7 separate regions of the Mus musculus genome follow, and regions 1, 3, 4, 5, 6 and 7 are each linked to region 2. A link is a contact called in public Hi-C, Micro-C and promoter capture Hi-C data. All regions are on one chromosome and are shown on one strand. Each heading gives the region's core, a stretch centred on a gene start, on an enhancer-like site or on the middle of the called end of the contact. The rest is flanking DNA. Distances are from core to core; before and after follow the strand shown.

Evidence for each region. Promoter capture Hi-C pulls out the DNA fragments that hold promoters and counts their contacts. Hi-C and Micro-C count contacts between places; a contact is called where the count stands out from the background.
Region 1: a contact with region 2 is called in a promoter capture Hi-C map of cranial neural crest. The contact joins the promoter of Dact3 here to the promoter of Trim28 in region 2. A contact is called at or near these places in 2 of 39 promoter capture datasets (cranial neural crest and frontonasal cranial neural crest) and 1 of 484 Hi-C or Micro-C datasets (B cells).
Region 3: a promoter capture Hi-C map of cranial neural crest shows a contact between it and region 2. The contact joins the promoter of Hif3a here to the promoter of Trim28 in region 2. A contact is called at or near these places in 3 of 39 promoter capture datasets (cranial neural crest, frontonasal cranial neural crest and maxillary cranial neural crest) and 1 of 484 Hi-C or Micro-C datasets (B cells).
Region 4: a contact with region 2 is called in a promoter capture Hi-C map of cranial neural crest. The contact joins the promoter of Zc3h4 here to the promoter of Trim28 in region 2. A contact is called at or near these places in 2 of 39 promoter capture datasets (cranial neural crest and second pharyngeal arch cranial neural crest) and 1 of 9 other capture datasets (pancreatic islet).
Region 5: a contact with region 2 is called in a Hi-C map of B cells, with 5 read pairs. The contact joins the promoter of Calm3 here to the promoter of Trim28 in region 2. A contact is called at or near these places in 1 of 39 promoter capture datasets (frontonasal cranial neural crest) and 1 of 484 Hi-C or Micro-C datasets (B cells).
Region 6: a Micro-C map of embryonic stem cells shows a contact between it and region 2, with 3 times the contacts expected there. The contact joins the promoter of Ccdc9 here to the promoter of Trim28 in region 2.
Region 7: a promoter capture Hi-C map of cranial neural crest shows a contact between it and region 2. The contact joins the promoter of Kptn here to the promoter of Trim28 in region 2. A contact is called at or near these places in 2 of 39 promoter capture datasets (the HPC-7 cell line and cranial neural crest).

Annotation. Positions count from the first base shown.
Region 1 is chr7:16,872,650-16,876,596 of GRCm38.p6, forward strand. It overlaps Dact3 (dishevelled-binding antagonist of beta-catenin 3), which reads left to right and starts at 2,668. Exons shown (of 4, transcript NM_001081655.1): 1 at 2,668-3,024. The coding sequence starts at 2,776. 9330104G04Rik (RIKEN cDNA 9330104G04 gene) reads right to left here and starts at 2,237. Exons shown (of 2, transcript NR_152128.1): 1 at 1,563-2,237; 2 at 1-264.
Region 2 is chr7:13,022,519-13,026,399 of GRCm38.p6, forward strand. Trim28 (tripartite motif-containing 28) reads left to right here and starts at 1,634. Exons shown (of 17, transcript NM_011588.3): 1 at 1,634-2,543; 2 at 2,786-2,898; 3 at 3,126-3,258. The coding sequence starts at 2,201. It overlaps Gm31649, which reads right to left and starts at 2,071. Exons shown (of 1, transcript XM_006540453.4): 1 at 1,190-2,071. The coding sequence starts at 2,027. The coding sequence ends at 1,482.
Region 3 is chr7:17,060,165-17,064,236 of GRCm38.p6, forward strand. It overlaps Hif3a (hypoxia inducible factor 3, alpha subunit), which reads right to left and starts at 2,263. Exons shown (of 15, transcript NM_001162950.1): 1 at 2,192-2,263. The coding sequence starts at 2,217.
Region 4 is chr7:16,399,414-16,403,652 of GRCm38.p6, forward strand. It overlaps Zc3h4 (zinc finger CCCH-type containing 4), which reads left to right and starts at 1,783. Exons shown (of 14, transcript NM_198631.2): 1 at 1,783-1,893. The coding sequence starts at 1,880.
Region 5 is chr7:16,921,490-16,925,753 of GRCm38.p6, forward strand. Calm3 (calmodulin 3) reads right to left here and starts at 2,543. Exons shown (of 6, transcript NM_007590.3): 1 at 2,352-2,543. The coding sequence starts at 2,354. It overlaps Gm45972 (predicted gene, 45972), which reads left to right and starts at 184. Exons shown (of 3, transcript NR_165470.1): 1 at 184-401; 2 at 926-1,073; 3 at 1,951-3,029.
Region 6 is chr7:16,284,153-16,288,035 of GRCm38.p6, forward strand. Ccdc9 (coiled-coil domain containing 9) reads right to left here and starts at 2,628. Exons shown (of 14, transcript NM_001382411.1): 1 at 2,548-2,628; 2 at 343-394; 3 at 119-223. The coding sequence starts at 348.
Region 7 is chr7:16,118,618-16,122,466 of GRCm38.p6, forward strand. Kptn (kaptin) reads left to right here and starts at 1,259. Exons shown (of 12, transcript NM_133727.2): 1 at 1,259-1,564; 2 at 1,873-1,955; 3 at 2,095-2,179; 4 at 2,253-2,307. The coding sequence starts at 1,342.

The DNA.
Region 1 (3,947 bases), core at 1,418-3,917, 3.9 Mb after region 2:
CAATGACTTCTTGACACACTGGGTGCTCCTTCACCCCTGCCCATTTCTATCAGTGTGCTCAGTGATTCGGGGTATGCGGTGGTGACCATGACACCTCGGGCCCTGCTACCATTGCATGGACATACAGATGAGTCCTGGAGACAGTCCTGAGTAGGCAGGGAAGGGATGGAAATAGGGCAGCCTGGGGCAGTCTGAGAGCATGGGCAGGTGTGGCTAGGGGATCAGAGCATCGAAGCTTCCAGCTTTTCCTTCTTGGCCCTGAGGCTGTGGGGAAAGGATTTTTTTTTTTATTTTAATTTGTTTAGAGACCAAGTCTCTCTACCTAGCTCTGGCTGTCCTGGAGCTCACTAGACCAGGCTAGCCTAGCACTCACTACCCACCTACATTTGTCTCCTGAGGGTTCCTGCCATCATGCTGTCCTTTCTAACTCTGGATCCCTGCCCAGTTCTCCAGTTGCTTGGTCACCGCAACTTTTAGCCCTCAACCCTCCAACAGCTGAGAGTAAACTGAGGCTTCATTTGCCATGACTGTTCATGTACTGGGGGCTGAAACTAGTAGGATTCTAGACAAAGCCTCAACTATTGCGCCTCATCTCCAGTCTTTTGTTTGGTCTTGCCATGTAGCCCAGGCTAGTCTGGACCTGCAGATCTTCCTGCCTAATCACTTAGAGCACGAGAGTGGCAGACCTGAGCCACCACTCTTGGCACCATGAAAAAAAAATTTTAAAAAAATTTTTGAGACAGGGTTTCTCTGTGTAGCCCTGGCTGTCCTGAAACTCACTCTGTAGACCAGGCTGGCTTCAAACTCAGAAATCTGCCTACTTCTGCCTCCCAAGTGCTGTGAGAGTAAAGGTGTGCGCCACCACTGCCCAGCAAGACTAAATATTTCAGTGTGTGGTGTATGTGTGCACTCACGCACAGAGTGCAGTTGCCTGAGGAGACCAGAAGAGGACAGTGGATCCTCTGATGCTGGAGTTAAAGAGGACTGTGAGCCTCTTTTTCTCTCTGTGTGCCAGAAACCGAACCCAGGTCTTCTGGAAGAGCAACAGCACTCTTAAATCACGGAGCCATTTCTCCAGTGCTGGGATTACAGATATGACTCACCATGCCCAAGACTCAGTTCTTTATGAGTGGTAGAAGCTGTTACTCCAAAAAAAAAATAATAAAAAATAACAGGGTTATACGTGGTGACCCACTCCTTTAATACGAGCACTGGAGTAGGGGGAGTCAGATACAACCCAGAGGTGGTCTGAAAGTAACAAGCCAGTCTGGTCTACATAGTTACAGTTCAGCCAGGGTTACTTAGTGAAACCCTCAAAAAGCAAAACAAAACATAATTATGCTGTTAAACGTTCAGAATAACTTTTTTTTAGATGTAGATGAAGAGCACAGAGAGACCAAATACGTTTCCTAGTGTTACTCTGCCTTAAAGTGGCATAGACTCACCACATCAAAGTTGGTTATTGCCAGATGATCATAAAACATTATAAAAGACAGTTTCACACTATATTTTTCTTTCAATGACAGGCTGTCATAGTTAGCCCAGATTGGCCTCGAACTCACCGCGATTCTACGGCCCCATCCTCCCTTCCAGATCTGAGCTTTTAAGGAGTCAAAGGTCCGTCTGAGAAATGGGCTATTTCACAAACGTTGCCGACACACCGGGTGTAGTGACACATGCTGGCCGCGTGAGGGGGCGCTAGCCCGGCTTGCCCAGTGAGAAGAGGCAGAATGCAGCCTTCGAAAGCAGGCAGGCTCAGATTTAGAACTTCAGAACGTTGAGAACAGAGCATCTCAGAAGACTGAGAACAAAGCCTCTTAGAACCGTGAACAAAGGCCCCTGCGAGCTCAGACTGGTGGAACTCAGCTCCACCGCACCTGGAAGACAAAAAAGACCTCAGATTCTCTTCTGGTCAAAGCATAGAATATTTCACCCAGGGTCTTGTAATTCCGTAAATGTGCTGTTTTGATGAGACAGAAACTCGCTGTGTAATCCAAACTAGCTTGAAATTCACTATGTAGTTTAGGCTGGCCTTGAACTCTCAATTCTCCTCCTGGTTCAGCCTCCCCTATGATGGAATTACAGAGCCGGTTTGAACAGGTCCTGCTTAAAAGCATAATCAAACCGTAAGATGTTCAATCCGCTTTACTTCTGAGGGTCTGGGAAAGCTGCCTGGAAGAGGAGGCGTGATCCGGATTCAATCATCACTGATGATCCTTCTGCGCAGACTCAGAAGCTGAAAGTTTGGGAGGGGCGGCAAGAGCAGCTGCGGAGCTGTCACGTGGATCCAGTCTCTATTTATAGACCACCCTTCCCTGGACCTGGAGAGCCCAATGGCAGCCAGCGCTCGCCCGCAAGGGGGCGGAACCAGCTCCAGAACCAAGCGACTGGCACCAATGAAATTGGAGCAAGGGCGGGCTTGCTTCATTGTGATTATAAAGAAGGCGTGGCCACAGCCCCAGGATCGCCGCACAAAGGGGCGTGGCGAGTCTGATACCCCCGTAGGTAGTCCTGGGCATGCGTTGTTAAGGAAAAATGGGGCGGGGCGGAGCCCTGCGTCACGGAAGGCAACAACCAATAGTAGGTCGTTGTCGTGCCTTCAGGGGCGTGGTCATGTAGATGAGGCGCGGGTGGGCGGCCCAATGGGCGGGCGCCTATGCAGATGAGACGGTGACAGCCCGGCCAGCGGGCGGGCGGGCTGCTGGGGCGGGGAGGTGGGACCGGCGAGAGGGGCGGCCGTGGGGCCCGGCCGGGCTGGGGCGGGGGGCCGCAGCCATGATCCGGGCCTTCTCGTTCCCGGTGAGCCCGGAGCGGGGTCGGCTGCGGGGATGGTTGGAAGGCAGCCTGGCCGGGCTCTGCGAGTTGCATTGGCTCCGAGAGAGGCAGGAGTACCGCGTGCAGCAGGCGCTGCGGCTGGCCCAGCCCGGGATGGGGGGCGCCGAGGCTGAGGACGAGGAGGACGCCGAGGAGGACGAGGATGCGGCAGCGGCGCGCAGGGCCGCAGCAGCCCTGGAGGAGCAGCTGGTGAGGGGTCGCCTGTCCGTGCGTCCATCCATGCATTCCTCCCTCCCCCATTCGTTCCCCCACCTCCCTGCTCCTGTGTCCGTCTGTCTGTCTTGGTAGTGTATGCTCAGCACACCGGTCCTAGGGTAGGGGAGCAGGCAGGGGGAAAGAGATAAGACTGGAGACCTGGCTTTTCCTACCCCCAAATAGAGCTGATAGGGAGGATGCACGGCCTCCGTTGGACTCAGCATGGACCCTGTTAACCGTCCTGGATGCCTAGTGTGTGTTAAACCAAACATTCGTCTTCTTACAGATTTCCTATTTCATGAGGGTTTGAAAGTCCCCATTTTACAGAGAAAAAAACTGAGGCTTAGAGACAGGAAGAGACTCACCCAAGGTCACACAGCCGGCATTCAAACATAACCTCCCTCTGGGCCCCGCTACCCGGAATCCATCTTCATCTTTCCTTAAGTCTCGGGGTGCTTGGAGATCCCTGGAGGGGGCGGGGTGGGGGAAGGGGAATCTTCAGGCCTCTGGAGAGAGAGACCGGCTGCTGAGAAACCCCCGAACAGTCCCTGAGGACCCCCGGGGGCATTTTGATCAACCCAATGACACTTCTTTCTTCTACTTGGTCCCATGGCTCAGTAACACGGGGAGGCCAGGTGAAGATAGCTAGGGAGTGAGGGGAGAGAGAGTATGATTCGCCGAGGAACTCTAATGATGACTTTCAAATTGAAAAGGCTCCAGCTCTTTCTCCCTCCCTACATCACTCCTTGAGTCTGGAGACCCTTTCCGGTTGTTGCTCCAACCTTTCCATACCCCAGCATCTCTGTTTCATTTCCTTAACACAGTCTCTGTCTCTATGGTCTTCCAAGACCTGTAAAGCTTCCAAAAACAGAGGAGATTAGAAATGGGGTCGTGGTCTGTCTCTAGGCCTCAATGTT
Region 2 (3,881 bases), core at 384-2,883:
TAATTATTATTTTATTTTTAAAAAATTCACCAGGCATGGTGGTGTGAGCATTTAATCCAGCCCTCAGGAGGCAGAGGCAGGTGAATCTCTGTGAGTTGGCTAGCTGAGTCTACAGAACGCTACAGAACGAATTCCCGGACAGCCACGGATGTTACACAAAGAAACTGCCTTGAAAACAAAACAAAAACAACAAAAAATTAAATCGCATGTGTAGTGAATGCGCACACGTGCCTCAGACTGAGCATGAAGTCAGGACAATCTGAGGGAGTTGGTTCTTTCCTTGTACTTTGGGGTCTTGGTGATTAAACTCATGTGGTCAGGCTTGGTGGCAAGTGTTCCTGAGCCGTCTCACAGGCCTCCATCACCGCTCTTTCCCACCCCTTGCCGTGGTTCTGGTGTGGTGGGGATACAGCTTCGTACAGCCTAGGCAAGCAAGCGGTCTGCCACCCATTCAAATTCCCAGGCCCCATCACTTATTTACTTTGCCCTTGTGTCTCTGGTACCCTAAAGTCTGCTCCCGGGGTTGAGGTAGGCGTGGTTCACAGGCACCCTATCCTGGTGAGTCCAGTCCCAGCAGTCCGTGAAAATACTCCGCAAATATTTCTACGGGGAGCCCGCACTCCCCCCGCCCCCCAACCCCGTGCTTGCTTTGCCAGCTTCCAGATCATACCCTCCTTTCTTGAGGTAGGAAGTGAGAGTCCAGAGGCTGGGTCTGGTGGGGGCGTGGCCCGCCGAAGGGTGAGCGCTGAACTGCCGAGGAAGGAACAAAGGCTGGGGCGGGGCAAAGCCTTGGGCCCCCAGCCTGATTGGGAACAAAGGCCACACCCGGGACAGTGGCGGGATACTCCTCGTCTCTCCGCTGCCACGTGGGTGAACACCTGGTTCCGCGCGGAAGGGGTAGCCTCTTGCCGTTGAGAGCCTTGGAACTGCTTGCGGGCAACAACTCACTGTAGCCCAGATCCAGACTGGCGAACGGATTGCCAGTGCACTGCAAGGCTGCAGAGGCATCCACTCTCAGCACGGCAGTGTTTGGGAAGGGGGACAGGTTGCCTTTTCACATTGATCCTGCTTCTGAGATGAAACGCTTAGCCGCACTTGATCCTGCTATCCTCTACCTTAGATCAGATTCTTCAACCTAGGTCCAGCTCCTCAGTCAAGATTCCTCCCCAGGTCTTATTTCTCCCTCAGATAAGATTTATCAATCAGATCCAACTTTAATTCCTTAGCGTTAAATGTTCAGTTCTCCTAACACACACACAAAAAAAAAGAAAAAAGAAATCACACTAAAATCAGTATAGCAGAGGACTAACACAGAAGGGGCTTTCGAAGGACTGGGCAGAGTTTTACAGAATGGCTTCGCAGTATCTCTCTGTGATCTGCGGTTTGACTTGGACAACTTTCTGCTTCCCGAGTTTAACAATAAGAAAGTTTGGGTTAAGACCGCCTCCACGTTCGGCGGGAACTTCCTGGCAAAGACCCCCTCACCCCCTCCACCTGGGCTCCGGCGCTTTGCTCTGCCGTGGCCCCGCCCACCCTGTATTGTCCCGCCCCTCTTCCCCGACTATAGGCCAGGCTGCCGCTGCAGACGTCGCCACGCCTGCTGAGGAGGCGGGGCCTAAGGTTCGGCTCTGCAGGACCTGCGCGCTCAAGCACGCGGGTTGCCAGCCTGGGTGCACCGTGCGGTGGGCATGGGAGACGTCAAGCACGCACTCTGCGGGTGAATTCCTCACCAGCAGCATTGCTACTCTGGATCTAGAGGGGCGGCAGCGAGTGGAAGGGAGGGCCCTGGCGCGTGCGTAATCTGCGCCCCGCCCCCAGGCTGCGGTGCCCAACGCGCGTGCGCGGCGTCGTCGGCGCCAGATATTTCTGTCCCGCCTCCAGGCCGCGGCTCTTTCTGCGAGCGGCGCGCGGTCAGGCGGTTGTTCGCAAGTCTTGCGGCGCGAGTGTCTCAGAAGCGAGGGAGGAGGCGGCGCTGGTGGCGGCGCCGTCGTCTGTACAGAGGCCCGCAGCCAGCGGCTTGGCCGCATCTCGACAGCGCCTGGGGCGCGGCGGGCGTCGGCCCAGGAGACGCGTGGCGGCGCTCGGCCTCGCGGCATCGGCGGCTGCCTGGCCGTTGGCGGCGAGCGCACTTGCGCCTGCGCAGCGGGCTCCGTGCCCCTCCTCCCCTGGGCGGCCCCCCCACCCCCCCGGCGGCGTGTGAATGGCGGCCTCGGCGGCAGCGACTGCAGCGGCCTCGGCCGCGACGGCCGCCTCGGCGGCCTCTGGTAGCCCAGGGTCGGGCGAGGGCTCGGCGGGCGGTGAGAAGCGTCCGGCTGCTTCCTCAGCCGCGGCGGCCTCTGCAGCCGCGTCGTCCCCTGCGGGGGGCGGTGGCGAGGCGCAGGAGCTTCTGGAGCACTGCGGCGTGTGTCGCGAGCGCCTGCGGCCCGAGCGGGATCCTCGGCTGCTGCCCTGTCTACATTCGGCCTGCAGTGCCTGCCTGGGCCCCGCTACACCCGCCGCAGCGAATAATTCGGGGGATGGCGGCTCGGCGGGCGACGGCGCTAGTGAGTACTGGGTGGCCAGGTGCCCCTCCCCCTCCTCGCAGCCCGTGCTCGGGACTGCGCCTGTGCGAGAGTATGGGGGCCCGGGTAGGGTTAAGTAGGCCTGCTGGTTTAAGAGGGGGCGGGGAACGGGTCCTGGCCTCTGCCAATGCCCGTTACCAGGTCTGGACACCGAGGTGCAGAATGTGATGGGAGATGTCAAGAAATCAGAGGGTGTGCATGCATTCCCATTTTTATCTTGGCAGTGGTGGATTGTCCAGTGTGCAAACAGCAGTGCTACTCCAAAGACATCGTGGAGAATTATTTTATGCGTGATAGTGGCAGTAAGGCCTCTTCTGATTCCCAGGATGCTAACCAGGTATGTCCTGTGGGAAATCTTGGGGAAGAGGGAAGCGTGACCTTTTCCAGAGCCTCTCACCATCTTCACTAGTTTGGATTGTATCCTTATGCGGTCTCAGTGTCTGGGAGGGCGGCACAGATTTGAGTGCATTGTATGAATTTTAGCTTGTGTTTACTGGCAAGTAAATACAGGTCTGCTGGGTTAGGTCTGCCTGTTCTAACCCCCCACCTTTCTATCACTCACAGTGCTGCACTAGCTGTGAAGATAATGCCCCAGCCACTAGCTATTGTGTGGAGTGCTCTGAACCACTTTGTGAGACCTGTGTGGAGGCTCACCAGCGGGTGAAATACACCAAGGACCACACTGTGCGCTCCACAGGTATGTTGGATTTGTAGGCTGTTGGAACTGCCTCTGTCTTGGTTGACTAAAATGCATACTTGATGGATAGAACAAAGAGGATTTTCAGGAACCTGACACAGAACTCAGAAATGCTTGGGTTTCAGGAGCAGACTTTGGAGGTTTAGGTGGAAAGGGAAAGGCCTCAGGCAGAGGGTGTGTAGGGCATCTGCTACCATTGGTACTAGGAAGTCTCATGGAGGGGTGTAGGTCCTGGTAGTGGGTCACTTAGCATAAGCAGCTAGTAAAGGCTAGAACGAAGTGACTTCCATCTTTGCAGTTGGTGGTTCTCTGGCACCTGGCTTTAGACCAAAGAAAAAGTCAGGAGAGTTTTTTTTCTTCTCTCTCTCTCTTTTTTTTTGGGGGGGGGGAGGGTGTCGAGACAGGGTTTCTCTGTAGCCCTGGCTGTCCTGGAACTCACTCTGTAGACCAGGCTGGCGTTGAACTCTGGTATCTGCCTGCCTCTGCCTCCCAAGTGCTGGGATTAAAGGTGTGAGCCACCACTGCCCAGCTAAGGACATTTGTTAAGATAGTGGAAGGTAGTTGCTGAGGCGGGTGTGAGGAATCAGGAGGGATGAGAAGAGAGCTGCACTTACAGGATAGAT
Region 3 (4,072 bases), core at 1,013-3,512, 4.0 Mb after region 2:
AGCTGGCCCAGCTCTGGGCCAACCCCTTGGCAGTGTGCCCAGCCTGGGACGTGCGCCTGGAACCTTGCCACCTTCACTCCGTGTTCTAACTGAGAACAGAGGGTGGGGCCTAGGGGCCCAGGGTGAGGCCTGGGAAGGGGGACTTGGGGCCCAGTGGTGTCTTAGCCAAGAGAGAAAAGACCCCATCTCTTTCTCACCCCGAACAGCTCAGGGAATTAAGACATTAAGAATTTTCACATTCTGAGCTTCTCTCTGACTCTTAGCTGGGTACTGGGGGGTGGAGGGGCTTGCCAAAACTGTAGAGGGTTTGAGGTGCACTGGGGGCTTAGCTTTACATCTGACCCCTTTGATATTGCTTGGAGGTGACCTGAGAGGCCAGGGGACAAGGTTTGGGTTGGAGAAAGGACTTAAGGTAGGGGTCAGTGGGGAGTCTCTCTGACCTTGATCCAACTTGTTCTCATGTCATTCGGTGGGGTGTCTAGCCATCTGTCCTGTTTTTCCCGGAAACCCTGCTCTCAGGTGGGTATTCAGGGCAGTGTGCTCATTCTTGATCTCCTATGAATACTCCCCACAAAGAGTAAGATGGCTTGGAGACGGAAGCTAGAAGAAAGAAAGGGGCACACGGCGCCAGAGGTAACCACTCACCCTCACCCAAGCCCCCTCTGATGCCAACTGTCATCCTGGGGGTGCAGGAGGGGCCCGGAGCTCAGCTGTGAGGCGGGTGCAAGTTGGATGTGCGGCCGCGTGGGATGACACCACAGGAAAGGGCTGGCCTTGGGTGCTAACGGGAGGAGGAGTGGGGGGGGGGGAGCGATGACACCCTAGTTAAGTTAGGAGAGGGCCCTCACACAACCATAAAGGGGCGCTGTCACGAGCGGCACCAGGGATGGCCTAGAAGGGGTGGGGACTGAGTTCCCGGGTGGGCTCAGGGCCAGAAGTTGGAATAGATGGGCCAGACAGGGCCAGAAAAAGGGCGAGCCTGGGTGGGTTGAGGTAGGGGGTAAAAACTGGGTGTAGAGAAAAACCAATCAGATCTCGGAAGCCAGGGAGGAGGGACAGGGGTGAGGCTTGAGGGATGCCCCAATTTAGACAGGGAATACCAAGAGTCTAGGAAATTTTTCTGGGGTCTCCCGTGGCAACCTGGCGAAATGGGCTCCACTGGCTATGGTCCCAAAGCCTCTGCACCTGTTGCAAGGTGAACACAGAACCCGCTTCTTCCTAGGATAACCCCAGCTGTGTCCAGCCACAGGAGGGCGCTGCCTTCCCTTGATTAGCCAGGGCATCTTTCGGAAGGATGTCTCTCAAATAGGGTTTGGGTGGGGCCCTCCTCCCTCAATTACAGACTGGGTCCAGGCAGATGAAATTGACACAGAACCAGATCGCAGGAAGTGGCTCAGATTTGTTCTGTTGGTACTGAAAAGGAGCGACCCTACTTATTTAATGCTGTTTTTTGAGACAAGAAAATGTAGACCAAAGCTGGTCTGGAACTTGCCATGTAGGCCAGGCTGGCTTTGAAAGCATCAATCTCCTATAGCTTTCCAAGTGCTGGGTTTACAGGCATGAATCTCCTTCCCCAGCTATCATTCCACTCTTTGAAAGGCAAAAAGACCTTGGTTAGGTCCCACACAGCCTCTAATGAGGACCTCCCTATCCCCATGTCATTTTAGAGCATTTTGAAGCTTGGGAGACTGTTAGAAAGGGCATGGTAAAATTAACCTCTCTCCTGGAATTCAGAAATAGTGTCTTTCAGGGACTCCCTAGAAACTCCAGTTTGGGGATCCCTTATTAACACCACAAGAGCTAGACTGCCAAGGAAGACTCCTTTCAGGGATTTGGAGGAAAAGACTTTTTTGGAAGAAGTCTTCCTTGCTCAAACGCGACCACCTCCAATCCATAAGGAACTTGGAGTTTCACCCCCAGCCAGATGGAGGATTGAACCCGATGTATCTGGAAATTGCAGCTCATAACCCCAAAGCAGTTCCAGGGGAGGGGGGCGGGACAGCTGGAGCTCTGGGGGTAAATCCCTGATACCCTGAAAACCTCTAAGGTGGAGGGTGCATCGGGATGTGTCCCCAATCGGGCGCCTCACAGTGTCCTCAACTTGAGCCACACCCCAGAGATGAGGGGTTCCCTTAAAGCTCCGTCAAAGAGAGCCCCCAGACCCCACCATCCTATCCCCGAAGCCCTGTACCTCACGCGCTGCAGCCCCAACGCCATGGCTCGCCCTTCGCGGTTCCAGAGCCCTCGATGCCCAGCGTCCCCCTCCCCTGCCTGTGTGAGCCCCCTCCCCAGCTCCACCTCTGCCACTCCATTGGCTGGTCTTTGCCCAGCCCGCGGCTCTGATTGGAAGGTGGGCTTGTTGCTCCCGAGAAGGAGGAGGGACTAAAGGAGAAGACTTGGAACTTCAAGGGGTTGGGGAATCCGATGTAATGCACACCCCCAGCCACGCCCCTGCCCCAGACTTCCTTGGCAGTCCGGAGCCCGCCGGGCGTGATTTCCCTCCAGTCTCTGAACTTCCATATGTACACTTCTGAACCATCTGATTCACTGTTCTCTGTGTCCCAGTTCCTGTCGCAGTCTCTGCCTTCACTCCCACCTTTCCCAACCCCCTCTCCTTTCTCCCGCTCTGTCCTTTTCTTGACGTACCAAGTCCCCACTTCTCTCCACCCCGAACTCTACTTCACCTGTATTTCATAACCCCTTTCTTTGCCATACCCCATGTCCCTCCACTGTGTGGCCCCACTGTGGACCCCGCCTCCCAGAATCTTCCTTGTCCACCCGTCTCCACCCCATCCTGACCCGTGGCCTCTCTTAACTCCCTGTGCAGGTTCCTGCGGATGAATAATTAAGCTTCTGTCAAGTAAATATGCTTTAGCTTCATCACACCCACTTGTAAAGGGAACAGAGAACCGATGAGAGATACGTGCGCAGTGACATGGACAGGTGGAAGACGGTACAGCTGGGTAAGGAAGAGGAAGGAAGTTCCTGTGTAGGCTGGAGAGGGCGTGGACACTAAGGACAGGGGTGAAGGAGCAGTGTTCCTTCCGTATGCAGGTTTGGGTACACTCTACACTGCGGCAGAAATGGATTTATTGTTTTTGAGTTATTGGGCAAGCTCCATCTTAGGACTTTCACACATAACTGCGCACTCTCTTTAGAGTGCTCTTCTCGGCTAGACGGTTGGCTCCAGGTTTAAGGCCCTTGCTGCCAACCCTGAAGACCAGTGTTCAATCCCCAGGCCCTCCCCCCTCCCCCCACATCGTGGAAGGCAAGGTCTTTGATTTATCTGCGCGCACGCGCGCACACACACACACACACACACACACACACACACATACACACACCACACGTAAAATGTAATAAAAAACTTAAAAAAATTCTCCTCTAAAAATCCACATGGCTCCCCACCTCAACTCAGGAAAATAGTAAGCTGTCTCCTCCCATTGCCTTCTCTTCTCCATCTTCCTTCTCCTCTTCTTTCTCCTTCCTCTTTCTTCCTCCTCTTCTCCATTTTATTTTCAGATGGGGTCTCATGTAACCCCGTCAAGACTGGCCAGCAAGAGCTGGCCTTGAACTTCTATCCTCCTGCCTTCACCTTCCAAGTGGATTACAGGTGTGTACCATTATGCCCAGCTCCCATGCCATTTAGTTTCAGTTGATTTTATTTGAATAAATCTGACTATATCCATGCTATCAGCAACTCCAGGGAAGAAGGCAAAATCCAGACAGAGCCAATCACTGTAGGACTTCCTTGGCCACAGTGATTACCAGTTTTGGGAAGATATATGAACCAAACTAGTATAGTGAAGATTAACTCTGAGGACTTTGCTGTAACTGTCAGGAGAGAGGGTTTATTTATTTCTTATTGTTTTATTGTGTTTATAGCACAGAGGATTGAATTTGGGACAAACTCAACCAGAACCATACATATCCCCAGCTCTTCACTGTGATATTGAGATTCTAGGCAGGGGCTCTACCACTGAGCCACGCCCCCAGCCCCTCACTGGGGGATTCTAGGCAGGGGCTCTACCACTGAGCCACGCCCCCAGCCCCTCACTGGGGGATTCTAGAC
Region 4 (4,239 bases), core at 533-3,032, 3.4 Mb after region 2:
CCAGCCTTCGCGTTCAGTCTCCATCTACAAACTAGGAATATCAACTTGGGTAGGAGGTGAAACTTCAAAATACTTTTGTTAGCGGTTTAAGAACCCGGTCAAGATCTCCACTTCGCCCTCACAGTTGGCACCACCCTTCTCGCCTCCAAGGATGACGCCACTGGCTGAGTTATGTAGTGACGTCATCTCCGGGCCGCCTCTTCTCCAGCCCCTCTTCGGGAACGACCGACTCCTGGGACCGGTCTCCGGCTTTCGGTTAAATTTTTTCCCCTCCCATTATTCTCCCACCTAAAACTTTGGGCTCTTCCCGCCTTCCTTCAAACTAGCAATTTTCGGCTCTTCTCGCTTGCTTTGGGGGCGAGTTCCTGAAAGTCATTTACCCTTGAGTTAATTAATCGCCTTTCTAGCCCCACCCGTTCAGCTTATTCGCTAATTCCTATTCGCTCCGCTCAATGTATTTCGGCTACTTCCGCCTCCTCCCGGGATCCCTTCCCTGACTTCGGCTCTTTCCGGACTCTCGCCTCGCCCCCCCCCAGGGGGGGGCTTCTCCCATCCCGAAGCGCTTCGGCTATTTCCGGCTCTCCCGGCCTTCCCTAGCCCCGCCCCCACGACCACCCTTGGTCCTTTAGGTGGGTCTCTGATCCGCTCCGCGTTGCTGCAGTGACCTAGATCTTCCCTCGGCTCTTTCCGGCTTTTTTCAGAGTCTCGTTAATCTCAGCTGTGTTCGGCTCTTTCCGTGCCCTCTCCTCCGCCTCGCCCTTCCGCTTCGGCTCTTTTCGCCGACTTTCGGGCGGGCTGGCTCTGCCCTTCTCCACGTGACGCTCCTCCGGCCTCTCCGCTACCCCCTCCCTCCACGCCCTTCCTCCGGCTTCAGCCTCCGTGCTTGTCCCGGCTGTGCCGCCATTTTGTGTGAATTCCTGACCGCGGCGGGGGCCCGGCAGCTGGGGCATCTAGGGCGGGCAGACAGTCGGCCCATCTCCATAGCCCGATCCCTCTTCTCCCCGATTTTTTTTTAACCATCCCCCCTGCTCGCTCTCCTCTCCCCCCCTTTCCCTTCGCTTGCTCCGTCGCGCGCGGGCCCGCGCTAATTACACCCAACCACCCACCAGTGTCCGTGTCCCCCGGGTCTCAGGCCTTGGGGGGCCGCGTGTGTGTGTGCGTGCGTGTGTGGCGGAAGGGGACCTCTCGTCCCGATGAGGGTCCCGTGCCCGTGAGCGAGTGACCTCAGGGCCAGGCTGCGGAGAAAGCAGGCGGCGGGCGGCCTTGCCGGGGCCTAGGCCTCGCGGCCTACGTGGAAGTCGGCTCAGAGGTGACTCCGAAACCGAAAAAAAAAATACTCGATATCGATCTATGTATCTATATGCCCAGTTCCCATCAGGAGGCCCCGGAGCGCTGAAGTGTGCCCCTCCCGCCACGCCCAAGCAGTCCTTTTTGGTGCATTAACATCCCCTCCCCCTCAAAGGAACGATGGAGGCCGTGCCCGGGACCCCCCCGCCGCCGCCATCAGAGTCGCCACCGCCGCCATCGCCACCGCCGCCATCAACGCCTTCGCCTCCTCCGTGTTCCCCCGACGGCCGCGCGGCCACCCCGCACCTCCTCCACCACCGCCTCCCGCTCCCTGACGACAGGTCAGGCCCCCCGGCCTGGGCCGGGCAGCGTCCCCCGTGGGAGGGGGGGAGGAGGAGGAGGAAGGGGACGGCCGCCATGTTGGGCCGGGCCGCGGAGGAGGAGGAGGAGGAGGAGGAAGGGCGGGGTCGGTGGGTGTCTCTAGCTCGCTCGCTCTTTCTCGCTTCGCTTTCTCTCCCGGCCTCATGCGTTGCCCCCCCTCGCGGCGTTCGCCCGCTCTCCCTCGCTCTCGCTCTGTCTTTTTTTGGGCGCCATGCTGAGGGGAAGGTGAGGAGGCGCCCCCCGGACCCCCCGCGCCCGCCGGTCTGTCGGTCCGTCCGCCCGCCCGGGGCACGGGCCGCCAAGGGGGTGGGCTTGCCGAGGCCCATCAGCCTCCTCGGCCGCCCCTGCTCCGGGAGCTGGCCGTCAGCGGCCTGTCGCCTGGCTTCGGGGAAGGCTTTTGGGGGAGGGGCCCCCGGATTCTCTTGTTTTAGGGGCATCTCCAGCTTGCAGCTCCTCTCTTAAGGGGTTCGGAGTTGGGGGTCTTCCCAATCCCCTACAGTATCCTTTCTCCTGGGGGACGCATACCCTGTCCATTTTGGATAGGTACCCGAGTCTAACGGAGGCAGAAAAATGGGGGTTTGGATCAGCCTTCGCTCTTTCGTTCTAAGGAGGACTCCTTAGGATGGGGGCTCTGGTGCACTTTTAATTTTTTGGCGGGAGGTATTTTCTAGCTTCTCCCTAGAAGGCAGGCAGGTAACGGGTGCATTTCCAGCTCTTTTGATTAAATCCCCTGACCTTCTTTGGAAACCCTATTGGTTTTTTTTTTTTTTTTGGGGGGTCCCTCTCTTTTTGTAGGTAGGTGACAGTCAGTGGTGGAGGGTCCTTAGTTTTAAGGTTTTTGTTTTTTTGCGGGGGGGTTGTATGAAGGTTGCTTTTCCTGCATTGGATAGTAGAGGAAGTTGGCCACCGCTTTCTCCGGGCATCGCCCCCTCTTTGGGGCAAAACAGGGTGCAATCGCCCCCTTGGGAGCAAAGATCTCCCCCGTGTGCTTTGGCAGGACGTGAACTGTGGCGCCTCTTGTCCTCTAGTGCGAAATGGGTTCCCCACGCCCTTCTCTGGCGGGTGATAATGGGACCAGCCCTGCGTGTTTTGAGGATGAGAGGTTTGGGGCCATTTTTGCCCTGCTGGAGCCGAAAGATAAGGGGTACATAGTTTGCTGATTCCTGGGAGCTGGAGTGAGTAGGTTTGAAAATAGGTGGGTTTCAGGGAGCAGAAAAGCTAGTCTTGCAGGCGGGGGTGGGGGTAGGGTGGAGAATGCGCTAGACAGAAGCCTCGCTCGCAGCCGTCAGGGAACCGCAGAGGACCCCTTCAGACCATGGGTCTCAGCCCTTTCTCCCCACTCCCACCTCCTGTTCTCCCTTTCTCCTTCACAGACCCTCCTTTGCCTTTTAAAAGAAATGCCACCCACATTCAAAGACACAGGTGCAGCAGTTTGGTGAGCTTTTTTTACAATTTTTTTTTTCCTGTTTTGTTCTAATTAAATGTATCGTCCTGGGAATCGCAGCCCTTCGCAGTCAAGGAAATAAACAGATTAGCGGAGGTCTGTTCGCTAAGCCCACGTTGGGCTTCCTGGTCCCCTCGGGGGCAGGTGCTTTACTCAAAGGTGCTTGCAAGCTTTATCCGACCTCTAAGGAGTTCTCTTATGTCAGAAGTGTATGTCTTACAATGGGTTGGGATGGTAAGTAGCCTCTTTTATTGAGTAATTCAATTATCTCCCTCTTTTAGTCCCTTTCCTGCCTGCTTACTCCTCGCCTTTAGACCAAAGTGATGCTTGAGAGTGGATTTATTATGTTCAAATCAGGATTCTAACCTATTGAGCCCTTTTAGACTTGCACATCCTTTCAGTGTTTAATTTAAAAATTTTTGGTGTACACAGTTTTCTTACAAAAAAAAAAAAGTGTTACTGTAACATGACAAAAGTCCATTGAAAAGGCCCAATATGTTTTCAGACCCTTGGTGTCCCTCTATTTTCATCCATTGCTTTGTCTCCAGCCTTCATTTGAAAGTGGCTCCCTCAAGTCCCTCTGGAGGGGATAAGCTTACAGAATTTGGTTTGTACTTGTATTCAAGTTAAAGTCACATCCCCTCGCCCTCCCAGAAAAGACCGTTGCAAGCAGGCCCATTTTCCATATTTTTTACTCAAATGTTACTTATGGTGATAGACATTTAAATCGAGCAAGTCATTTGTAAAGTACTGTCTAAGCACAAATGTATGTGTAAACTGTGTCAAGCCCTGATCTCTCCTGTCCACTGCTCTTTGTTCCGAAGCACATGCCTGACCGCGAAAAGTTGATGTAAAACGTGTCACACGCCCAGTCATGTTGGAGAGAACATGTTCCACCCTCAGTCCCCTCACCCTACACATACAAGTTCAACACCACCCAAAGCAGCTGCGGTGGCTTGCGGGACCTAACACTGTCCTTCGGATGTGTTTTACAAGCATAACTTCTGTAAAAGACAAAAACACGTTGAAGTTCCATTGTGCCCCTGGCCCACTTTTGGTCCCTGAAGTACTTTGTTAGGGAAGTCTTTCTCACTCAAGCCTAGTCCTTCCAAAGGAGCCGGTTCCCT
Region 5 (4,264 bases), core at 1,293-3,792, 3.9 Mb after region 2:
GTGGGAGCAAAGAGGCCAAGGCAGGTTGTGGACGGAATGGCCAAGGGTGGCTCCGGAGTCTGCTATGTGCCACTTCTCCCCAAAGAGCTGGAAGCTGCAGAGGCGGCACTGTCACGGTTGCTGCAAATAGGCGTGGCTCTGGCTCTGTGGAGGGCCTGTCAGACACTCTCCCTGACATCCAGGAGCCCTTTCCCCTGCTCCACCAAGGAAAGGCCGCAGATACCACAGCAGGGCTGCTGGCCTGGGAAACTGATGGCCTACGAAGCAAGACTGCCTGCCGCTGGTGGCCCTTCCCAGCTTAGATCGTTAGCTTTCACCGCACAATAAGCCACTTGTCTCCAGTTTTCCAAACCTTCATCTCAGGCTCCAGAGAGGGGCTGGACAAGCCAAATCAGCTTGAGGTGAGGAGGGAAGAGGGGATTATTTCTCAGGCTTGCCCCAGCCCCCAGCAGGTGCCAGAAAGCAATGTTAAATGAGCTCAGAAACCAAGGCCAGGGCCCCTCACCCAGGGCCAAGGAGGAGCCACAGAGCTCAGGCCAAAGTCCAGGGCCAGTTACCAGGGACTCTTCCTTCCACACCTTGCTGGATACAAACAGGAAGAGAAAACCTGGTCAGGGCCAAAGCTGGGACCCTCCTTTGGAGGTGGGGAGTGGGGGTTGCTGGCAGCTGCCCAAGCTGTAGGGCCCCTTTAGCAAGGTTCTGCTGGGGGGCGGGGGGAATGGGGTGGCGGCAAGAAGAGCCCTCAGGTCTGTGTCAGCAGTATGAGATCTGATACGTGGTGGCGGCTGCCTGTCCTCCCCAGCTTTGCCAGGGAGGGTGGTGCACGCGGTTCCCAGCCTGAGGCTGGGGGAGGGGGGATGGTGGGGAGGGCTGGGGGTGTTGTGGGTGGCAGGACCAGAGGAGAAGTAATCTATTTTGCTTCTAGAAGCTTTAGCTTTGGGCGCTGGGGAAGAGGCCTGGAAAGAACAAGTGGCCCTTGAGTCAACGAGAGGGTCCTTGGAGGTCTTCTCTGGACAAGCACTGCAGCCCCCGCCCTGAGGGATGGAACTGGGCATCTGTCACTGACCCAAACGGTACTGTATTGCGCTGTCATTTGGCACAGTGAGGAGAAGCAGGTGCATGAAGCTGGAGGAGAAAGGCAGCCCTCCTAGCCTGGAAGGGACAATGAGGGGGCCAAGCTTCCTGGCTTAGCCATCATTTGATGCACCCCAAACTTTGACCCCAGTCCTGTATCATGCAGCTTCAGTGCGCAATAGGGCCCTGAACAACTCCGCCCACCTGCTCCCACTGCCTCAGTGCCTTCAGCCTGGCCCAGCCCCATTCTTGCCAAGGCAAAGGGAGCACACAGCTACTCCTTCAGGTCCTCTGCTGCAGCCCATGACCAAGCCCGAGTCATCAGCCTTTGTGTCGGGACCTTTCCCCGGAGACACCCACCTCTAAACCTAGTCCTACCTCAGCCACCATTCATTGTCTCCTACACTTCTCTAGAAGGCTGTCCAACCTCACCCCCACCACCCAAACTCAAGTCCTTCCCTAGCCCTCACCTTGGAAACCCCGTTTTTTCTCTGACCCAAACAAAACACGCCTTACAAACCCCAACCTCTCTTTCTAGTGCAACAACCTAGACCTCAGAATCCTTCCTAGCTACCCCCAACCAAGTTCTCCACAAGGCTCCCTGGTTCCCCACACTACCCGTGATCACATCCCCACTCCTTTAAAAACATTTCTGCGACCCCCAACTCTCCTCAGTCCCCTTCTGGGTCCTCACAGGCTCCAAGAGCATCTTCTAGCCTCTGCTGCCACCCACCTCGGGCTCCTCCTTACCTCAGCCTGCACCTGACCCTTCTCCTCTTCCTCCTCCTCTTGGCAATGCTTGTCCTTGGAGACCCCTCCCCCACCGGGGTCTACAGTGCACAAGTGACCCAGGATCCCCATCTATCCTCTCTGCAGAACACTCCCTAGGAACCGACCGGTCCCCCTCTCCGCTACCCACAGCCACCCCTCTAGGAGCAGCCTCCTGCATTCCTCCAGGACCCAAAGCCTTCATCGCCGGCGTTTCCTATTTCCTCCTCCCGGGGACCGGGTAGATGTGATTCTAAAACCAATCGCCCGGAGAGGGATCCGAATGCTGCCTGGGAGGTGGCGGGGGTGGGGATGTCCTGGAGCTCCTCATTTGAAGCCTCAGACTGTCTGTTTGGGGGTCCTACCAATTCCATCTGCTGCTAAAACCGCTTCTAGAAGTCCCAAGGGCCGCATGGGAGGTCCCGAGGGGCCCGGCCTCTCCCTCCCAGGGTTCGCTCGCCATCTCCGGGATGGGGGGGTCTCCACCCGACTTCAGCCGCCTCACTCACCATGGCGAGGCACCGGTATCCGGAGCTCGGGGATCGAGGTTACTCTGGCGGCGGCAGCAGCTGCAGCAGCTCGAGCTCCGCCGCGCGTCCGCGCCTCCACACTCTTTGCCCGCAGCGCGCGCCACCGCCGCCGCCGCCCGCCCCAACGGTCCCTCAACGGCCGCCGCGCGCGCCCCGCCTCGCCCGGCCCCGCCCCAGACGGCTCGCGCGCTCCCGCTGCACTGCGGCTTCCTACGGATCCCTTCGCGTCAGGCTCGTGCGGCTCGCCCCTTCCACAGAGCCCAGCGAATCTGCTGCCGCACGGGCACGCGCACGCGCGTTCCCCACCGCGGGGACTACTTTCGCTCTCGGCGCTCTCGGCCCCTTGCATCCGCTCCGCTTTCCTCTCTGGCGGAAGGGCACCGGTTTACGGAGAGTGACACGTCTCTGTGTGAGCCACGCCGCTATTGGACCCGCCTCGTGGCGGAAATGAGAACGCAACTCCGATTGGTCCGGCCTTCCCTGCAATGCGTCAAACTGGGGCGAGCCACCGCGCGGTGTGCGGGGGGCAGCACGACCTGTGTGGCTCTGTGGAGCCGCGAGGAATAGAGGGGCTAAGACGGAAACAGGGTGGATGTTGGAGAAGCAAATACGTTGTCTCTATGGCTCGGAAATAAAAATGGGTTGGGGGAAGAAGCAGAAGGACTTTCTTCTCTCTCCCTTTGAGCAGATACAAGATGGTTTAATCCAAAATCGTGGGGTCTAGGAGCCTGGCCTGAACCGGCTCTTCACAGTGGTTGGCTCTTCAAGGTTCCGCTGGTCTCCTGAAGGTTCCACCCTCTACGCGTACAATTTGCTGGGATGGCTGAGTGGGTGAAGGCGCTTGCAGGCAAGCTAGAAACTGTGAGTTCGATCACCGGAACTCACGTGGTGGTTTGGAGAACAGACTTCCACAAAGAATTGTCCTCGGACTTCCACATGCGCGCTGTATAAATAAGTTCAAACAAACAAACAAACACAAATCTAAAACACGCACAAAAGCAACATGTGGGGATCTGGACTTGACTCTTGATCTCAGGATCTGTACCCAGAACAATCTCTGGATGCAGAATGTTTTCATTCATTCATTCATTCATTCACTCATTCAGCCAATTAAACATGAATTGGGCACTGCTGTCTGCACAGATCTGGTGCCGGGCTGTGCTGGTGACATCACACTTCTCAACCATTCTCTTGTCACCTAGACAGTGTGACTCACTTCTTATTCTAGGGATTCCAGGCACAGAAAGAAAAAGAACTGTTGCTAAGGGCACCTGAGACAACTGTATTGTATACCATAGTGTATATACTGTACATTACTGTACAGAGCCCTCGTATAGGATGGGAGTTGGCATTTTCTTCCTTCCTTTATTTATTTATTTATTTATTTATTTATTTATTTATTGAGACTGTGTAGCCCTGAGCCCTGGTTGGCCTTCAGAATCAAAGGCATGCATCGACACTCCAGGGCAAGAACTGACAGAGAAGGGGGGTGGGGGGAGAGAGAGAGAGAGAGAACTTCTAGGGTCAGAAAACTTTTTTTTTTTTTTTTTGGTGGGGAGGGAGAGACTGGGAGAATATAGTCTTTCTGTAAATGCCGCCTGTGGACATCTCTTAAATCTGCTCTCAGGAAAGAAAATGTGTCTAGTGCAGAAGGAAATAAAACTGATAGAGCAGAGGCAGAGAGGAGGGAGGATCTTGTTGACATTGGTTTAAATGTCTGCAACCTGTAAACTGAGATTTACAACCTGTAGGTCTTGACCCCCTTGTGGCTTGCATATCAGATATCTTGCATATCAGATATTTACATAATGACTCATAACAGTAGCAAAATTACAGGTTTGAACTAGTAATCAAACAATTTTTTAAAAGATTTTTATTTATTTATTACACAC
Region 6 (3,883 bases), core at 1,378-3,877, 3.3 Mb after region 2:
GTCTTTGGCTTGCATCCTGTGAGTGAAAGGGAAACATGAGAACGCTTGAAGGGAGAGGTGGGGAAAACTCACTGCGGGGAGGAGAGGGGATGGGGTCTCCAGGGCAGGGCTAGGGCACCTGGTAGCGCCGGATGAGGGCCTCATTCTTCCGACGAAGAGCCTCGATCCTCTTGTCCAATTCTGCATCCTTCTCCTCCTTTGACTTCAAATCTAGTGTGGTAGCCTGTGGTAAGGAAGCAATTGAAAGGCGGAAAGAAAAATCTTCCTGCCACATGGGCATTTTACCCAGGACCTAAGGGTTTGGTCTCTGTAGGGCACCTTGCCCACCCCTCTCCAGCTCACCATCATTGGCTGTAATCTCCCTCACAGAAAATACATGTAGCACTGGAAGCTCCTGCAAGCAGAGAGAACAGTATGTTAAGATCAACAGCATTCTGAAATGCTGTCTCTTCTCCTTTATTGAGGGTTCCAAAAACACAGACTCACAGGAAAATGCACTTGTACTTCATCAAGGGAATTCTCAAGTACTAGCCTCGCCTCTCTAAACACAAACCCCGCCCTTCAGTTCTAGATCCACCCATGCAATTAGTCAGACCCACCTTGGGAAAATTCTGACCCACCCCTGTAACTCATACTAATTCCTCCAAAGGCGTCAGTCCAGGCTCCATTTCCTATGACAATTTTAGCCAGGATCTGGATCTCAATAGGTCAGCTACAATCTTTCCTTCCAACCTGCAAAAGTTACTTCTAGAGGGCCAGAGGGATCTCCTGGAGTAAAGGTGCTTGCTGCAAGCCTGGAGACCTGAGTTCAATCCCCAGGACCCACAAAGGAGGAGAGAAATGATTCCCACCAGTTGTCCTCCGACCTCCATGTGATCCCGCACACATGCACAAAATAAATAAATCATAATGAAAGCCGGACAGTGGTGGCGCACGCCTTTAATCCCAGCACTTGGGAGACAAGAGGCAGGCGGATTTCTGAGTTTGAGGCCAGCCTGGTCTACAGAGTGAGTTCCAGGACAGCCAAGGCTCGAAAAACAAAACAAACAAACAAAAATCATAATGAAAAACGGTTCCAACTCTGTCTGCCCAACACGGACTTTAGTCCATGACTCCCCAGCCCCCAGCATCCTAAAAAGGCACTCATCCTACCAAGGCGGAAAAGATTCAGCAAGCAGGCCCAGGATCCACCGCAGGGGCCTTCCTGGACCAGACTTGACCTTCATAGTGATACTCAAGGCAGATGACAGAACTTCTACAGAGGCTTACAAGAGAAAACTGCCAGCAGCAACCGCATCCCTGACCTGCAAAAACGTCTGTGGTCCCACCCCTACCTAGGGTGAAACTTCAAGCCCCTCCTTTCCCTCCAGACTTCTGGCCCCGCCCACCAAAAATTCACACTCTGGCGCCACCTCCAATTTAACTGGCCCGCCCCCCAACAGACTGGGAAACATTCTGACCCCGCCTCTGAGTTCCCTACTTCCCTGCCTGTGTTTGGCCCCGCTCCCCAGCTCAGTAAAAACTTCCTAACTCTATCCCCGCCATTCGCCATTCTCCACCAGCACCCTAGCCCCACCCGCAAAATCCCTGACATCGTAGCTCCACCTCCACCCAGTCTCAGCCAGCCCCTGGACCCTCCCCTAGCTTCTGGGCAAGAATCAGGACCCAGCACCAGAACCAAAAAACTTTCCTGCCTAGCCCAGGAAGTCTCCGCCCCAAACACTAGTCCCATGCAATAAATAATGTAACCACGCCCTAGTGCAGCAATCAATACCTAAAACACTGAGGACAACATTCCGGCTACACCCCCAGCATCTTGACCAAACCCAGCACAACACCGCAACTCAGTCATCACCTCTTCACTCAAAGCCCAAACCCTGCCCCTTTCCCCACTCCCCTCCAAACTTTGGCCCCGCCCCAAACACATCCACCCCCCCTTAGCTCCACCCCTGGCCCTCATGACCACGCCCTGTGGCACTCCCTACAGCAAAGACTAACTTGTAAGGCCCCAAGCAATACTCTAGCCCCGCCCCCATCTTACTCCGCCCACCATTTTTGACCACTCCCCCAGGTTCACCCGCCTACCGACCAAACTCCACCCCTTACACGCCCCAACACTTTAGCCCCGCCCCCAGTTTCCACCGTGCTAACGCCCAGACTCCGCCTCTTATCCCCATCCTACACTCTTTGATCCCGCCCCCAGCGTCTCCGCCCAACGTCCCGAGCCGGGCCCCTAGTCCTCCAGGCAAAACTCTGGCCCCGCCCCCAGACCGACACAGCGTTGCAAGCCCCGCCCCACTCTGGCAGCCGCCAGGGCTTCGGGCCTGCCAGCACCCGCGCGTCTGGCTCTGCCCACGTGTTCACCGCCCAACCTCAGCACCCCTCAAGCGACACATGTGGGCGTCGGGTTCCCGCCCCCCGCAGAGTACCCTGACCCCGCCCCCGCCGGCGGCTCGCCTCCCAGTCCGCGCGCGTTCACGCTCCCCTCACGTGGGCGACCAGGCCCCGCCCTCTCCGGGCGCGCTCCCGGCCCCCTCCCCCGGTCACCTGTCCCGGAGACCCCGCGGTGTCTGCGACTCCGGCTTCGTCCGCCTTCGCGTCCACAGCTCCCGGGCCTCACTCGTCACTTCCGGCCCGCACCACGTGAAGAGAGGAAATAAGTAGGGCACTTCCGGTCTTGACATCCCATTTCCGGGTGCCTTAAAGGGTCCGCACCCGCTCAGGCTCTGCAGAAGGTAGCAGAAGCCTGTTTCTTCTTTCTGATTTCAGGGATTGGACTGGGGGCACGAGGTGGGACTTGAACCCACAGACATGTAGCCCTAAATCTCTGGGCTCCTTTTTTGGCTTACTGATTTCCGATTTTACTAAGTAGAAATCAGACATTTTACAGGGACCCCAGAAAACCTAAACTGGTTTCATTACCTCTTCTTGCAAATGAAACCTTAATTATAGAAACTGTAACCAATTCATAAAAATAGAAAAAAAAATTTAATCAACTATATAGGGGCTGGAGAGATTGCTCAGTAGTTAAGAACACTGTCTGCTCCTCCAGAGTTCAATCCCCAGCAACCACATGGTGACTCACAACGATCTGTAATGGAATCCAATTCCCTCTTCTGGTCTGTCTGAAGACAGTGACAGTGCACTCACATGAAGTCTTTAAAATATATATATATATATATATTTTTTTTTTTTTTAAATCAACATTATCCAGGCGTGGTGGCACAAGCCTTTGATCCCAGCACTTGGGAGGCAGAGGCAGGCGGATTTCTGAGTTCGAGGCCAGCCTGGTCTACAGAGTGAGTTCCAGGACAGCCAGGACTACACAGAGAAACCCTGTCTTGAAAAAAAAAAAAAAAAAAAAAAGGAAAAAAGTCAACTACAAAGCTGGGCGTCGTGGCAAAATACGTCCACTACAAAAGCAATGTTCTTTCTGATTTGAAGAAGCAACAAAAAGGAGCTAGTAGAATCTTCCAAGTTATTTAAAGCATGCCTTTTTTTGTATTTATAATAATTAAAAATAACTTATCAGATATGTCTATTTTATCAACTGGCAAAACAATAAAAGTACAATAAATTCATATTAAAAAATCAACTATACAAAGCTGGGTGTCATGCCTCTAATTACAGCACTTGGGAGACTGAGGCAGGAGGATTGCCTCGGGGTCAAAAACAGCATGATAGATAGATAGATAGAGAGAGAGAGAGAGAGAGAGAGAGAGAGAGAGAGGGAGGGAGGGAGGGAGGGAGGGAGAGAAAAAGCAGGGTGACATGGCTGAGAGAGTAAAGACACTGGGCCAATTATGACCTCAGTTTGACCCCTGGACTGTCAGGTGCACAACCTCTTCTACCTGTTGAGCAATGTGCTGGCACTTTAATTATT
Region 7 (3,849 bases), core at 9-2,508, 3.1 Mb after region 2:
GGAGTTGATTGAAGTGGCAGATCCAGACCCCCTGAAAGGCCTCATAGCACCTGGCTGGTAAGCCCTCCATCACAGAAACCTCAGTCCAGATCCTGCTCTCCCTCAGCGTCGGGCTCAAACTTTGTAAAGCTCTTTGCATAGTTCTGGTGAGAAGTTTGTGAGGGACTCTCTAAAGGGTGTGATGGCACCAGGAGCAGTGTGAGTGGACAAGGTAGCCATGGGTCCTGCAGACTGTCACTATGAATGTTCACTAAAGCAGGTAGTCTCTTCTGCCATCAGGATGGACAGGTTAACTGATCTTTTCCCTGGTACAAGAATACACTTTACTGTTTTAAAGATAATATTGCTTAAAGAATTTACTTAACTCAGTTGGCCTATATAATAGATTCAAGAGTACCTTAGGGCCAGCAAGATGGCTCAGCAGATACTGGTGCTTGCTACCATGCCTAAGCAGTTCAATTGCTGAGACCCAGAAGGTGAAGGGAACTGACTCCCAGAGTTGTTCTCTGATCACATGCCATGGTACATGTGCCCATACAGAAACATACACATAAGTGTTTTAAAAATATTAAGAATACCTACTTTAGAAGGGCACGCCTGTGTTCTTGGCACGTGGCATACAGAGGTAAGAGGATTGTCACAAGTTTGTTGCCAGCCTGATTTGTAAATTATTGGTTCAGCCAAGGCTATGGAGTAAGATCCTGTCTCTAAAAGTAAAAAGTTTAGATATGTGCCTCCACTTCAGCTTGCTTATGAGTTTAAATAAATTGGCAGATCGAATGTGCTTATCCAAAAGGGTAGTAATTAGGTTTTATAATTGTTTTGTTGTTCAGATAGTTTTTGTTGGAGAATGAGTGTATTTATAGGAGTGCATGTGTGTGTAGAGAGAGACAGAAGTTGGGGGCTGGGAGTGTCTCCTGCAGACCGACGGGCCTGAAAACTACTTATTACTTAAGCTTAGCCTCTAACTTTGTAGAAGGGTTGAAACTGCTGCGACTGCCTCCACTTCCCAAGTGCTGTACTCACAGGAGTGTGTGCCCACCCACAGTTCAGGGTGATACTTATTCTCCTTTACACACTGCTTTCAGAGAGGCCCAGAGACGCCTCCATTCCCCCATCTCAAATCCTGGAAGGCCCTCTCCATAGCTCCGAAATGGGCAAGGACAGAACACTCAGTTGCAGAAGGGCAATTTTGTCTGGGCCGCCCAGTCAAGGAACCAAGCGCCATATTTGTAGAGGGCAGTAACCGCAGCTTCTTGACGTCATCAGTATGCGCTAGTGGAGGTTTCCTGACAGGTTGGGGAGCATCAGGCCATCTGGGACCGATCGCGGAGGGCCAGGATGGGGGAGGCGGCCGTGGCAGAGGGACCTTGTCCACTGCTGGAGGACAGCTTCACGCGCTTCTCGTCGCAAAGCAACGTGTACGGGCTTGCTGGAGGCGCGGACGGGCGAGGGGAGTTGCTGGCCGCCACTCTTAAAGGCAAGGTGCTCGGCTTCCGCTATCAAGACCTCCGACAGAAAATCCGGCCTGTGGCTAAAGAGCTGCAATTCAACTACATTCCCGGTGCGTGGCGCTGTGGTGCCTGGGGCGGGACTAGAGTCTGGTGTTGAGGATTCTAAGATTGTCACTGTGTTGCGAGGTCAGGGTCAAAACTGATAATCATTAGGGTTCGAGACAGTGGTCATCATGGCCTGAAAGTAGTTAGGGTTCAGGATTCCGCAAACATAAGTTATCAACAGCATAGTAGTCGGTGTTCAGAGGTCATGATGATAGCGGTCAGACGCCTGCATCTGCTGTGGTATGAAGTTAGTGTGGTTAGGCTGCAAGAGTGGAGACCTGCCTAATCAGTGAACTTTGAACTCCCCTCATAGTGGATGCTGAGATCGTCTCCATCGACACTTTCAACAAGTCACCCCCAAAACGGGGCCTGGTTGTGGGCATCACTTTTATAAAGGTACCACAGCACCCTCCACCTGTCCACGCCCTCCTCCTTAGTCACTGTGGATCCCACCAAGTCTCTCTCAAGTGCTCTGAATCTACTCCAAATGCCTGTCACCTCCCCTACCTCCCCTGAGAGAAGTTTCCACCCCCAGGACTCAGGAGACAAGGGCAGTCCGTTTCTTAACATTTACTGTGACTATGAGCCTGGCTCAGAGTACAACCTGGACTCTATTGCAGGTGAGTGGGGCTTAGGGGAGAGCGTAGCTGGGGCTGCCAGGGGCTGCTGGGCTTAACTTGTGTCCTTCTGCAGAGAGCTGCCTGAATTTGGAACTCCAGTTCACACCTTTCCAGCTGTGCCACGCAGAGTGAGTGACCCTGGGCACCCATGCTCTCCTACCCTTTCCTTGCACTCAGAGGCTTTTGCCCTATCTGGAAAACAAAAGGCTTTTCCTCTACTAAGGATTGGAAACAGGTAGTGTTAGGGGCCCAAAAGGTGATGGGAAGTATAGCCGGGAAGTGGGGTTTCACTGAGCTTTAGCAGACTGGAATCCACACACCTGCCATCACCAGTCTGGTTCTCGTGGTGCTTTTCAGAGTGAATGCAGCCAAGATGGTTACATTGTCGCCCCTCAGGTAGATCATTCCAGTGGGTTAATTGAGCACTGGGAACTCAACTTCCAAAATTCTAGATCTCTACTTCCCAGGCCTGGAATTGTTCTGTAGCCCGAGAAGCCCTGAGATTCCCAGATTTAAAAGATGCAATTGAATGCTGAGGATACATTCAGGCAGTAGAATACTTGCCTGGCACACAGAGCTCTGGGTCCCATCCAGAGCACACATACCAGTGGTGCATACCTCTAATGTCAACGCTCAGGAGACAGAAGCAGGAGGATAAGAATTTGGCTCAAGGTCATCTTTGGCTGCATGAGTTTAAGGCTAGCCTGGGTTATATGAGAGCTGTCTCCAAAAAAAAAAAAAAAGTTGGGGGGGGGTTCTATCAAACCCAGCAGCTCCTGAGATTCTGTACAGGGACCTGTAAGGAGGTAGAATACAGACCATCTAGAATCTTCACAATTTAAAATCCCAAAGAAAGTGGGTTCATAAGCCGGGCGTGGTGGCACACACCTTTAATCCCAGCACTTGGGAGGCAGGTGGATTTCTGAGTTTGAGGCCAGCCTGGTCTACAAAGTGAGTTCCAGGACAGCCAGGGCTATAAAGAGAAACCCTGTCTCGAAAAAAAAAAAAAAAAAGAAGAAAGTGGGTTCATTTGCGAGTCTTCATAACAACACTGATACCAGAGATTAGCAACATTGTTGTTTTGTTTTGTTTTGCATTTTTTGTCAGTTAGTAAATCTTAGGTTCTGAGGGTCAGACAGTTGGTCTCACAGCTGTACAGTTTTACCACTAGAGTAAGCAAACAGCAGTTGACATGGTAGATGAATGAGGATTGTGCCAATAAAACTTTATTTACAAAAAGCATTTAGTGGGTTGGATTTGGTATGCAGGTCCTAGTGCCCAACCTCTGGTTTAGCAGGTAAGAGATACAAAAATGAAGCTTCAAGTGTGTGTGTGTGTGTGTGTGTGTGTGTGTGTGTGTACATGCATGTGCAAGTGCAAGGATGTACTGGTGTGCATGTGTGTTCATGTGTGCATGCATGTATATATACACCTTATTATGAAGATCCTTTTATATTTACTTGTGTGCAAGAGGGTCCCATGAATATAGGTGGAGGTGAGAGAACAACCCACAGGGGTCAGTTCTTCCATGCTGTGTGGACCTGGGAATCGAATTCAGATCATCCAGACTGGTAGCAGTTGCCTTTATCCACTGAACCCTTGCTGTGAGGTTTTGCAGATTCATTCTAGAGTACCCTGTCCTGTTCCTAGAGTGAAGATTTGAGCAGTTG